Linked DNA regions of Zea mays: region 2 is linked to region 1. A link is a contact called in public Hi-C data. All regions are on one chromosome and are shown on one strand. The core of a region is the stretch at or near the end of the contact, and the rest is flanking DNA. Distances in the headings are between cores, read along the strand shown.

Region 1 (5,372 bases), core at 730-3,229:
ACCAAACAACCTTATTTGAGGGATCGTTCCATCCTGTCCCATCCTGTCATTGCAACCAAACGCACCCTAAATACCCCGCACTGTACCATGATGGGACATGCTAAAAACACTATGTTGTTAAGCATCAAAGTATTCCCATTTTCCCATTGCTCGGACCCACTCAACCACGCGTCAGTGAGTTCCAATAATATTCTTGCCCTAGGAGTAGTAGGAATTAGTCTTCTTCACCTCCAATCTTCACCTCTCGGCTCAACATTGTTTAGAGGCGTCTTAGGTGATCTGCTGATTCCAAGTCAACCCTATGATCTTTCCTTTCTTGACGGGGTTCCTCCTAAGGGGTGAGGTCTAGGTTATGTAGCAAATCATCGTTACCTCTGCGCACACGCGAACGATCCAAATGCCCCGAGCTAGTGGACGATGCGTCGCCATGTAGAGAGGAGCGTAGCCCTCTGCACAAGCCACGAACGGTCTAGCGCGGAAGGTTCACGCTCACAAAGAGCACCCTAGATCCTGGCTCCATGCGAGTGGGACGAGAGTGTGCTAGATGATTGGTCTAAGGGTGTGTTTGGTTGAGGAACGAAGGGGAATGGAACGGCTCCATTCTTATTTTTTTCGATGTTTGGTTTCCATGGAGGAGAGCAGAGCGGCTCTTGGAGTCTATAAATGGTAAATATTTGGGATACTCTCACTCCACCAAAACGATCAGATGCGAGCGCTCTCGCGGACGTGAGCACTCTCCTCTCTCTACTCCACTCAATAGTCATATGGCTCTCCAACCAAACAATAAACTGAGCGGTTCCGCTCTATTCTACTCTTCAACCAAACAAAAAATGAAGCGGTTTTGTTCTACTTGCCAAACACAGAATAAAATGCCTCAATTCTTAGAAACTGGATTGGAGCCGCTCCATCTCAGTTGCCTCCCCAACCAAATGCACCCTAAAAGGACGCCAAGAGGACTAAAGGGAAAAAAAAGGAAGATAGGCACGTGCGAATCGACCGACCGACTGGTGATTGATAGATCTTCACATCTGCCGTCCTGCCAGCCGTAAGCAAGACAATCGGATCGGCCGGAGATTATCACGTTCATGAATCACGATAGGGTTGAAGAAACGTAGGAAAAGTGCGATATAATAATACAAGTGGTAGCTTGCTATATGCTGTTGTGCATAAGTTTTTTAAAATTGTATCAGTGCACTTTCATGTTTGAACAGGCAATACACGGTGAATAAATTACCATCATATGCTCATTTAATCACTCTGGCCTCAATTTAACAAGAGAAATTCGGACGCAAATGTGACCGCCATCGTGTCGTCCAGTAGATCGGCTGAGGACGACCAACCAACCAACCATTTACACTCATCAGTGGCCATGGCCGAGGATCATGAGGTGGGGCTGGAACTGCGGCAGCTCGTCCTCGTCACCGTCGCCGTCGAGGTCGATGCCGCCGCCCGGCAGCACCACCCCCACGCCCTCGGGCTTGCACGACTTGTCCGTGGCCGGGTTGCACCCGTAGGTGGAGCCGCCTGGAGTCGGGGACGCCTCGGCAGCAGCGTCGGCGGACCTCACGAGCAGCACGCAGGCGAGCGCCAGTGCCATGGCGAGCAGCCACACGCGCGGGGACGTCGTCATGGAAATCGATTGTTAGACGGACTGACGGTCGGACAGACAGACACAGGGTAAGCTTTTTCGCAAGAGATCGTGGCCGACGCGATCGCAAGCACTGAAGTGGCTTGTGGATTTTGGCGAGGCGAAGGTGGTGCGCGATGCTTTAAAAAGCGGCAATGGAGTGGCTGCGCGCGGCCTCCGCGGTTGCATGGACCGGGTGTCACGGAGGCGCCTCTCGCGAGCAACCACCTGGCCGGGTGTCACTGTGCTATTTTTGGGACAGTGAACCTGCCAACCTGGCAAGCTAAACAAGGACGTTAGAGGGAATGAAAGGGATGCATGCATGGGGGATGCTGCATTTGCTAACATTTAATTAGTTGTACATCGCAACTGTAACCATTCAAAGCGGAAATGGGCACGGCCAAAACTCATACGGTTTGCGTCTCACCGGGGGCCAAAAAGAACTCAGATTAGCTGTCGGGGTCTGTGTGTCTGGACGTTGTGAAATCATGGACTCCGTTGCTTCTCTTTCACAGGATGCCATCGATCTCCCAGTTGTCATCGTCCTCGTCCCGAGCCTTTGCGGTAGCGTCGGCGTCTTCTTCTGGGAACCTCGGCTCATCCATCATACGCCTGCAAGGTTTGATGTGTGGATGAGAATCAGACTACCCAATTCATTTCTGTAAGAAAAAACTATTTGTTATCAGAACTGGAATCCACTCATGACTCATCCACAGATCCAACGATTACGACACCAACAAAACCAGTAAGAAATTTGCATTGCAGCAAATGACTGCATCAGTACTGAAAACAAGGCAGGAAACAACTTTCTCTCTATTTGGCGCAAATATATGACTGCACCAGTGCGCTACAAAACAAGCAAGGAAAACAGGGACTACTCTGTTTCGTGCAAATAGCCAACAACAAGACTTTGTAGTCGAGTTCTTGGATTTGGAATTTTTACTTGCCCACTAAACAGTGTCAAGGGTTCAAGGCACGCATCAACTTCTGTGAAATCGGCAAACCCCCCGATCGAAACCTTCCCATAATTCATACTATCAGCTACATCAAAAATCAAATTGCGAGCCCCAGTTTCAATTGCAACTGCATGTCTGCATTCCAAAGCATGTGTGGACTGTGGACAAAACCAAAAACGTAACTGGTAGCAGGCATATTGACTTCAAGAATAACAGGTTCCAACTGCAACTACACCAACTACAAGAAAGCACAGGGGCAGTGCGCACATCATCCTGAACGGGTTCCGTACTCTCCTATCCAATAGAGGGACAGCGAACCGGAGCGCAGCCATGCTCATACCTGCGGCGGTTGCGGCGCCCGGCCTCGCGCGCCTTGCGCTTCTTCTCGTCCGTCTTGCTCTCATACCTCCGACGGCGCTTGATCTCCTGCAGCACGCCGGCCCGCATCACCTCCCGCCGGAACCGCCGGAAGATGGACTCCTCCCCCTCGTTCTCGTCCACCAGGATCTGCACATTGTACCCCTTGGCGGCCACCACCACCATCGGCCCCCGCCGCGCCACATGCACCACGGACGGCGGCGAGCTCTTCCCCGACAACGGGGCGAGCGGCAGATTCAGCAGGGTGCTCAGTAGAGAGGTCGTTGCGGGGGCGGCCATGGCTGCGGCCGGCTAGCGCACGCTAATGGCTGCTGCGAGTTCGTGGGTCTGGATTATGGGTTCTTGCATAGGATGAGAGGCTGGGGAAGGAAGGAGGGTGACGATGGACAGCGAAGGTTTGGCTTATCCTCTTATTTATTCGTGGATTTGGAGGGAACCACCGCTAACTCCTTAGCCGTGTTTTTCTTTCTTTCCTTTTAGAAAAAAGGGAACCCAACATATTAATATGTTTAGAACTACGTCAGTTTTCATAAATCAGTTTTTTAAAAACTGGTTGTTTCCATAAAAGCTCTTAATTTAATGATAGGCTGTTTAGTTTGCTGCCTCACATATCACAATTTGTCACGTCTAAAGTTAGGCAAGTATGACCAATTTAGATATGTGTTTGGTTTGAGCCACAAATATGGTAAGATTTTTCTCCTCCTACTCTTACGTAGGTCGCACTCGTCAATGACTTGTAAATTAGACGTGGCAAATTGTGATGCAGAATTTGAGCAACTAACCTTAGGCACATTAGACAAGTGTGACATAAAACTGTGTGGCACCTTAGGTATAGAACCAAATAGTCCCACAAGTCTTTTATACATACATGTTTCCCTGTGCTTGTATCTCTTCTAGTCCGTCCGTTGTTGCTATCACTTTCGATCGGGCCACCAGTGCCATTTATGGTCGTGTCTACATATGGCAATGGGTAATGCGCACCAAGTATTACTATCACACACTCATTCCCACGACAAAAAAAATAACCTTATCGGATCACCCAAATTCACTGGTGCGTATAGATTTACCCTTCATACCTATACCCATGTGGGTATAGGTCACTCATTAGGTCACCCATATCCATAAAGATACATACAGTAAGCATTATTCAACAAATATAATGAAACTATAAAAATTAACACTTAGTAAACATCAAATTTAAATAAATCATGTGCCATAATTAAGCATCACACCATTTGATTTTTAACATTATAAACACACGAGGCTATAAAAATCAAACTACATGAGTAGGATTGTGCTTAGATTTGTAGAAATAATGTCTAATTACATAGTTGCACAAGAAACAACTAAAAATCTGCTCGAAAACAATACTTACATAGTTGATTGGACGAGGTTACGACTAGGATGAACATGATTACGACATTATGTAGACTTCTAGAGTAGAAAGAGATTATATAGCTAGAGTTTCATTTGTTTCGGGCTAGGCCAAATGTTCAAGTTTATGTTTTTTATCCAAGTTTATACTGGGTATTTTATACCCATGGATTAATGGGTATCGATGAGTGCAGAACATTCTAATACCCATTTACCCATTGGGTGAAGATTTTTGCCCAATAAAACACTCATATGTAGAATATTTAGCCCATATACATATCTTAATAGAGTAAATAACCATCGGATATCGGATCACGGGTACCTATTGTTATCTCTAGTTGTGCCACCCCGCCCGGTCGTGCCACACTCGCTGGCTCGAGCCACCCCACTAGGTTGTGTCGCCTGCATTTGTCCATGTCACCCAGCCCAACTACGTCGTGTCGTGTCTGCCCCGTACGCGTCCACCTCCACCTCCACCCTAGGTGCCCCAACCACGTGTTCCCTACCATCTCCACCTCGACGGTCCACAATTACACTGTTCAAAGTGACTATAATCTAAGTTGACAACCCAAAATATTTATGTTTATTAAGCTAACAAATATTAGTTAATGTGTGATCAATTTAATATTTAGTATAAATTTTTAGTATGTTAGTTTGGTAAATCTAATTACTCTAAAATATTAAATGGTTAGTATTTTAAGTTAATTAGATTAAATATTTTATTAGTAATTAGTATAAGTATTTTATATTAAAATATTTATATATAACATTCTCCATTGATGTTTAGACCTCATGTAATCATGTTTTACCCAACTTAGGTTAATTCTAATAAACATTAGTTAACTTAGCTTAATTCTAGTAAAAAATAGATTATCTGCTCAATTCTATGTAAACTTAGTTAATTTAATAAAACTAGTCAGCTTAGCTCAATTCTAAGAAAACTTGGCTTCTAAAAAAATTAGTCAATCTAGTTAAATTGTTACAAAACTTAGTTGGGTACTTTCTATGCGTGCAGCGATGATGGCGCCATCGCTCCT
Region 2 (5,491 bases), core at 2,536-5,035, 220 kb after region 1:
AACCTTCCCCAACGGCCACTTTGGTGGTTGGGGCTATAAATACCCCCAACCACCACTCTTCAAGGCATCCAAGCATTCACTACTCCTCATTCAATACAAGAGCAATACACGACACTCCAAGACACAAATCAAAGCCACCGATCGAATCAAAGTCCACAATTCAACTCTAGTTTTTAGGACTTGTGAGAAGATCGACTTGTGTTCTTTTGTTGTTCTTGTTGCTTGGTTGGCTTTCTTCTTTCTCTCATTCTTACTCTCAAAGCCTTGTAAGCAAAGCAAGAGACACCAATTGTGTGGTGGTCCTTGCGGGGTCTAAGTGACCCGGGAAATCAAGAAAGGAAGCTCACTCGGTCTTAGTGACCGTTTGAGAGAGGGAAAAGGTTGAAAGAGACCCGGTCTTTGTGACCACCTCAACGGGGAGTAGGTTTGCAAGAACCGAACCTCACTAAAACAAATCATCGTGTCACTCTTGCTATTTGCTTGTGATTTGTTTTTCGCCCTCTCTTTTGGACTCGATTATATTTCTAACGCTAACCCCGGCTTGTAGTTGTGCTTAAAGTTTATAAATTTCAGATTTGTCTATTCACCCCCCCCCTCTAGGCGACTTTCACTCATCAAAGGCATTATACCACTCTTGGTCATCCTCGAGGAGCCCATGAGCTCTACATGTCTCTTTGAAGCTGGGGTATAAAACATTATTGTATGTTCGCAATGATTCAAAATTCTAGGCTCCTTTTGCAACCATTAGAAGCATTCTAAGATAATATCTTTCCCCTGCAGATGGATGCACAAAGTGTATGCGGCCTATGTTACCTTGTCTATGTCTTTGTTCCCATGATCTTTTTTTCGTCCCACCTCCACTCAGATGGAAAATCAGGGTAAGTTAGGACCTAGCACTTTCATGTAATTGGTTAGCAACAAACCACTCTATTAGCATTGTTCGGCGTAGGAATTCTTATGACAAGATTTGTGACATGTTGGTGCTAGCATGATATGTAATGTAATTCTCATTAGGCAAATGAACTGACAATCTAGTAACAGGAGGAAAGTGCCGATGGATTTCGTAACCAAGAATTCTCCAACATGAATCATATGGGCATATGAATCTAGCATATAAGTATTCTTTGACCTCATTCCTTGTGTTTGTTTCCTCATCAATAGGAGTGTATTGACCATCTAAAACTCGTTGTAGGTATAGTTTGCTCTGGTCCGGACCTTTTGTCACGTACTTGAACAGATATTTGATGAATATACTTTTGTTACACCATTCTACATTGATGTGTGCTTGATATTTCTTGAGCAATGTCAAGTTATATGGAACAATCCATCTGTTATCTAGTTTGATGTTAGACTTCATAACAAATCTATTATTGTTTGATCTCTTGTAGACCGCAAATCCATTTGTATCAACTACAGTTTCATTAAGAAAAGAGCTCAGACGCTGCCATTACCATTGATCAAATATCGAACGGCTGGAAAATTGATGGCTGACGTGGACAGCGTGGTGGAGGCCGTTTCCCACCTGCTTTGTATAATAGGAAATGCCCTTATGGAACGGAAAAGCTATGCGATATGAATCTTCAATGCGCTAGATTCCATGTGGCTGCATATCCAATAATTTTATATGTTGTGGCTTCATGATTAATGACATATAAATGACTCCTTTATGTTATACATGACATGCAGTATTTGCAGCAGATAGAAACTGAAGAGCTTCGGATGCAATAGATATCGAACCAGCATGAACAATTAAATCTGACTAAATAGTCCTACGATATTTATAGCAGATAGAACCTGATGAGCTTCGAATTTAATGGATGTCGAACCAACATTAACAAATAGATCAAAATAGTACTCATTGCATACACATGAAGATAATCGTTGAAAACGAGTTAGCAATATTTACCAAAACGCATGTTCTAAGAATTGACGCATGTCCATGCAATACATGAGAGCAATTTCTCATCAGTAAAATACAACGCCTTAAAATTCCATGATTTTAAGCTCAAGGATGTTACTCCTATCCGAGTCAGGCCAAGAATATTGTTGTTCAGCATCAGCAGGCAGCTAAAGTAAGAACTGTCACAGAATATGGAAGACAAACAAACCACAAGTTACAGTCCTACAGTTGAGCAAAAGCTTTATGCAATTATAAGTTGATAGAATGCTTCTACATTTCTTCAGTGTACTCCTCGATCATCTATTACCCCCAAAGCTGAAAGTAATCCACAGAGTATGAGTAATTTAACTTGGAGAAAACCTGATCCCATTTAGAAAGTAGACAATACCACAAAAGATTATTGTAGAATCATAATGGGGGAAAAAGGAGAATTGCCCCCCTTATATGGACATAAGGAAGCATTACAAGAGCTAGTCACATAACCAACAATATCTGGTGTAAACATTATCCTCTTAAACAACAGAATTACACATTAAAGATGAGATGATGAAGGCTTGCTATAGTGGAAAGAACTGCAAGCAAATTTAAAAAGTCCCTGTAAACACACAATATATAATGCAATGGAAGTCATGTAGTATATAATAATGGTTGCATTTTGCAAGTACCAAGAAACTGAAAATATCTAATTCACCAACTCTACCACTGCAGCAAAGTATTGACAAAATCACCTGATTGAGTGGATACTATCATCATAAAGTATCCTCTTATTCACTAAGTAGATTACACTTTATTGCACAAAAAGAGTATAGTACCTAATATGTTGCTAGCTCGCTAAACATCATCAGTGATATGTTCAAGGCTCTGTTGCATGGTATCCAACTTCTCAATTACATACTCCAGCTTCTTGCAGCATATCTCATTAGCAATCCTTGCACTGTAATCACACTTTTCAAATGGACGATATTCACAAGCACTTTTGATTTCCTCACGCAACGTCGTTTGAATTTCCTACTCCAACAAAAACATAGTTAAGCAGTGAGTTATCATGAATGATTTGGGGCATGTATACTGCTTCAAATAATAACCAATTGAGAGCTGATGCATATATTTAGTCAATTTGATGGAAACAAAGTAACATTGGACAGAGCAAAATTTTGCATACAGCATTTTAAAACAACTGTTGATTTTCCAATAGTCTCTCTAGCATGGGATTAGTGAGGATTGAGGCGCATAACTGGTAACAACAGGAACCCACAGCCTGACGATATGAGAGCAGGCAGTGGGCTGGTTACCTTCATAGCGATCATGAACTCACGGCAGTGCGCGCTGACTGCATCGGTGCGAGGGCCATGGGAGTTTCCCAGCTCCTCCATCACCGCTCCCGCAAGCTCCAGCACCCGCACTATCCGCTGCACACGAACAACAAACATCCAGCCAGCGTAAGGAACCGAACTGACAACCACCGAGATCGGGTGCGGGCCGTGAGGTTACCTTCTCGACGTGTTGAAGGCGCTGCAGGGAGCTGCTCTGGCTCTGCGGAATCATCTTCACCTGTGACGAGGAGGAGAGGCGGTGAAGGTGATCGCTTCGAGGGTCGGACGGAGTGCCGTGATCTGGCTGCTTTGAGCCGGGTCGGGCTGAAAGGAAGAAATCAAAGCGGCGATGGCGAGGACGAGCTCAAGCAGTCGAGCTGATCAGCTTGCTAGATGGAGCGAGGACGTCGGTCCCGACCAAGGGGCGAGGGCAGAGACGTGGCCGAGGGGCGAAGGCCCGAGCAGGAAGCGAGTGGACGGCGACGCGCGACGACGACGGCCGGGGCGGAGCGACGCTGCCGGCTGCCCTAGGGTTCCCCGTTCCCGATTGCGCCCGGCGTTTTTTTTTTCCCGGAGTCGCGATCCTGCGTTTCGCAGTTCCGCTCGCTGCTGGGCCGATCAAGAGTGACGAGTGGGAAAGGCCGGATGGGCCGTCGGGTGCGGCCTGTGGGCCTGGTCTGTGGACTGCTTTACATTAGGCCTCTAGGGTCCATTGCAGCGGCTAGGGACTAATTAAATCGGATACGAACCAATATTACTCATGCTAAAATTATTTTCATATTTTTTTTCTTTGAATTATCATAAGTAGATATTGTAGAGTTATGTCGGATTAAATTTAAATAAGTATTTTTATTTTAAATATTCAACTTTAAGTACACAGATACGAATATAGATCGAACACGAATTGAATATTGAATACGTGTGTGTTCTAGGCTCCGGACGGTAGACGCGGTGGGTGCAAGATTTATATTGGTTCAGGCAGAACGTTCTTACATCCAATCTTCGGTAGCTTGCGCTACTGGTACCTTTGTTGATCAATGCTTAGAGTAGGGGTTACAATCGAGCAAGAGAGGGAGAAGAAGCTCACAATCTCTTGTGTAGAGGAAGTGGAGCTTAGGGATACAGAGCTGGAGTCCTAAGTCTTGGCTTGGCGACAGAGCTCCGGTCTCCGGGCCTCGTCAATGCGTCCTTCAATCTTTCGTCGGTTCGTCCGTCTCTCTCGTAGCCGACCTCCTCCTTTTATAGGCCAAGGAGGGGGTCAGCCATCGATTGCTTCCTCGAGGAGTCCCCGGGCGATGATAAACCGAGTGTTTTACCCTGGTGAAGTTGTGTTTGTTCATTAGCGTCTGGGTCGCCTGGTCATCTCGTATTCTTTGTGGCGGACAACGCGGATAGTGTGGGGTCCTGGCGCCATTATTCGAGCTACGTCGACTCCTGGCCTTCATAGCCTGAGTCTCGACGCGACTTGTCTCGTTGGGCCCTGCAGGCAGTTTGCGCACTCAGGCCTAGCCCTGATAGGTCATGAGTGCACCGCAGACCGGGGACGCACATGCCATAAATGTGTCGTAGCCCGAGGGGCTCATAGATCATGAGTGGGAGGCGAACTGGCGCCTCTACCGTGGTTCGGTGTCAGACGTAGTTAATGTGGCCGATCACTTACGGAGGGTCAGTCTCGGGTCGGGCGAGGGATCCACTCAAGTGGTTTCCCTTTAGTTAAGCCCCCTCGTCTGGCTCCACCACACCCGATCCTAGGCTCGGTGCCTCGGGGTTCGTCCGAGGGCAGGTGCTTCCAGGGCAGATGTTTCCTTCCTCCTCCTTCTAATTGATGGTTGCTAGAGGCCTCTTCCCAGCGTCGTTGCTGACCGATGGGCCCGAGGGACCGTGGATCTTATCCCCAACATTAGCCTTCGAGTCCCCAAGGTGAGAATGTCTCCCCTTAGGGGATGATGAAAGGTCGGGTGACGTTCTTCCTTTCGTCTGTCGCTGGATTTCACACTTCTAGTCGTGTCGGGCTCGTTACCCCTTATCCTAGCGCAAACTTCCGTAGTTTTGCGTATTTGGTGCTAAACTGTCGCCTCGTTCCATACGCGACGTTTGACATTCGTTCCATTCCACTATACCTTGCATCTTTCCATAAATGATCCCCCTCAAGCGGCCTTGTCTGTCACACCTGGTTTTGGAAGGCAAACCGAATGCGAACCATGTACGTGCCAGGATCAGAAACTTACGTACATAACGATTACATAATTGGACATCATCACACATTGCTCAAAGTAAA

What was found. Hi-C and Micro-C count contacts between places; a contact is called where the count stands out from the background.
Region 2: a Hi-C map of leaf shows a contact between it and region 1, with 6 times the contacts expected there. The contact joins the promoter of LOC100277150 here to the promoter of LOC100276097 in region 1. A contact is called at or near these places in 10 of 25 Hi-C or Micro-C datasets (bundle sheath, ear, endosperm and 2 more).

The regions. Positions count from the first base shown.
Region 1 is chr5:101,715,364-101,720,735 of Zm-B73-REFERENCE-NAM-5.0, forward strand. LOC100276097 reads right to left here and starts at 1,980. Exons shown (of 1, transcript NM_001363868.1): 1 at 1,168-1,980. The coding sequence starts at 1,630. The coding sequence ends at 1,361. It overlaps LOC100284221 (30S ribosomal protein S21, chloroplastic-like), which reads right to left and starts at 3,349. Exons shown (of 2, transcript NM_001294293.2): 1 at 2,924-3,349; 2 at 1,968-2,239. The coding sequence starts at 3,240. The coding sequence ends at 2,137.
Region 2 is chr5:101,937,978-101,943,468 of Zm-B73-REFERENCE-NAM-5.0, forward strand. It overlaps LOC100277150 (Mediator of RNA polymerase II transcription subunit 11), which reads right to left and starts at 3,786. Exons shown (of 4, transcript NM_001407175.1): 1 at 3,392-3,786; 2 at 3,193-3,309; 3 at 2,713-2,908; 4 at 1,944-2,215. The coding sequence starts at 3,445. The coding sequence ends at 2,732.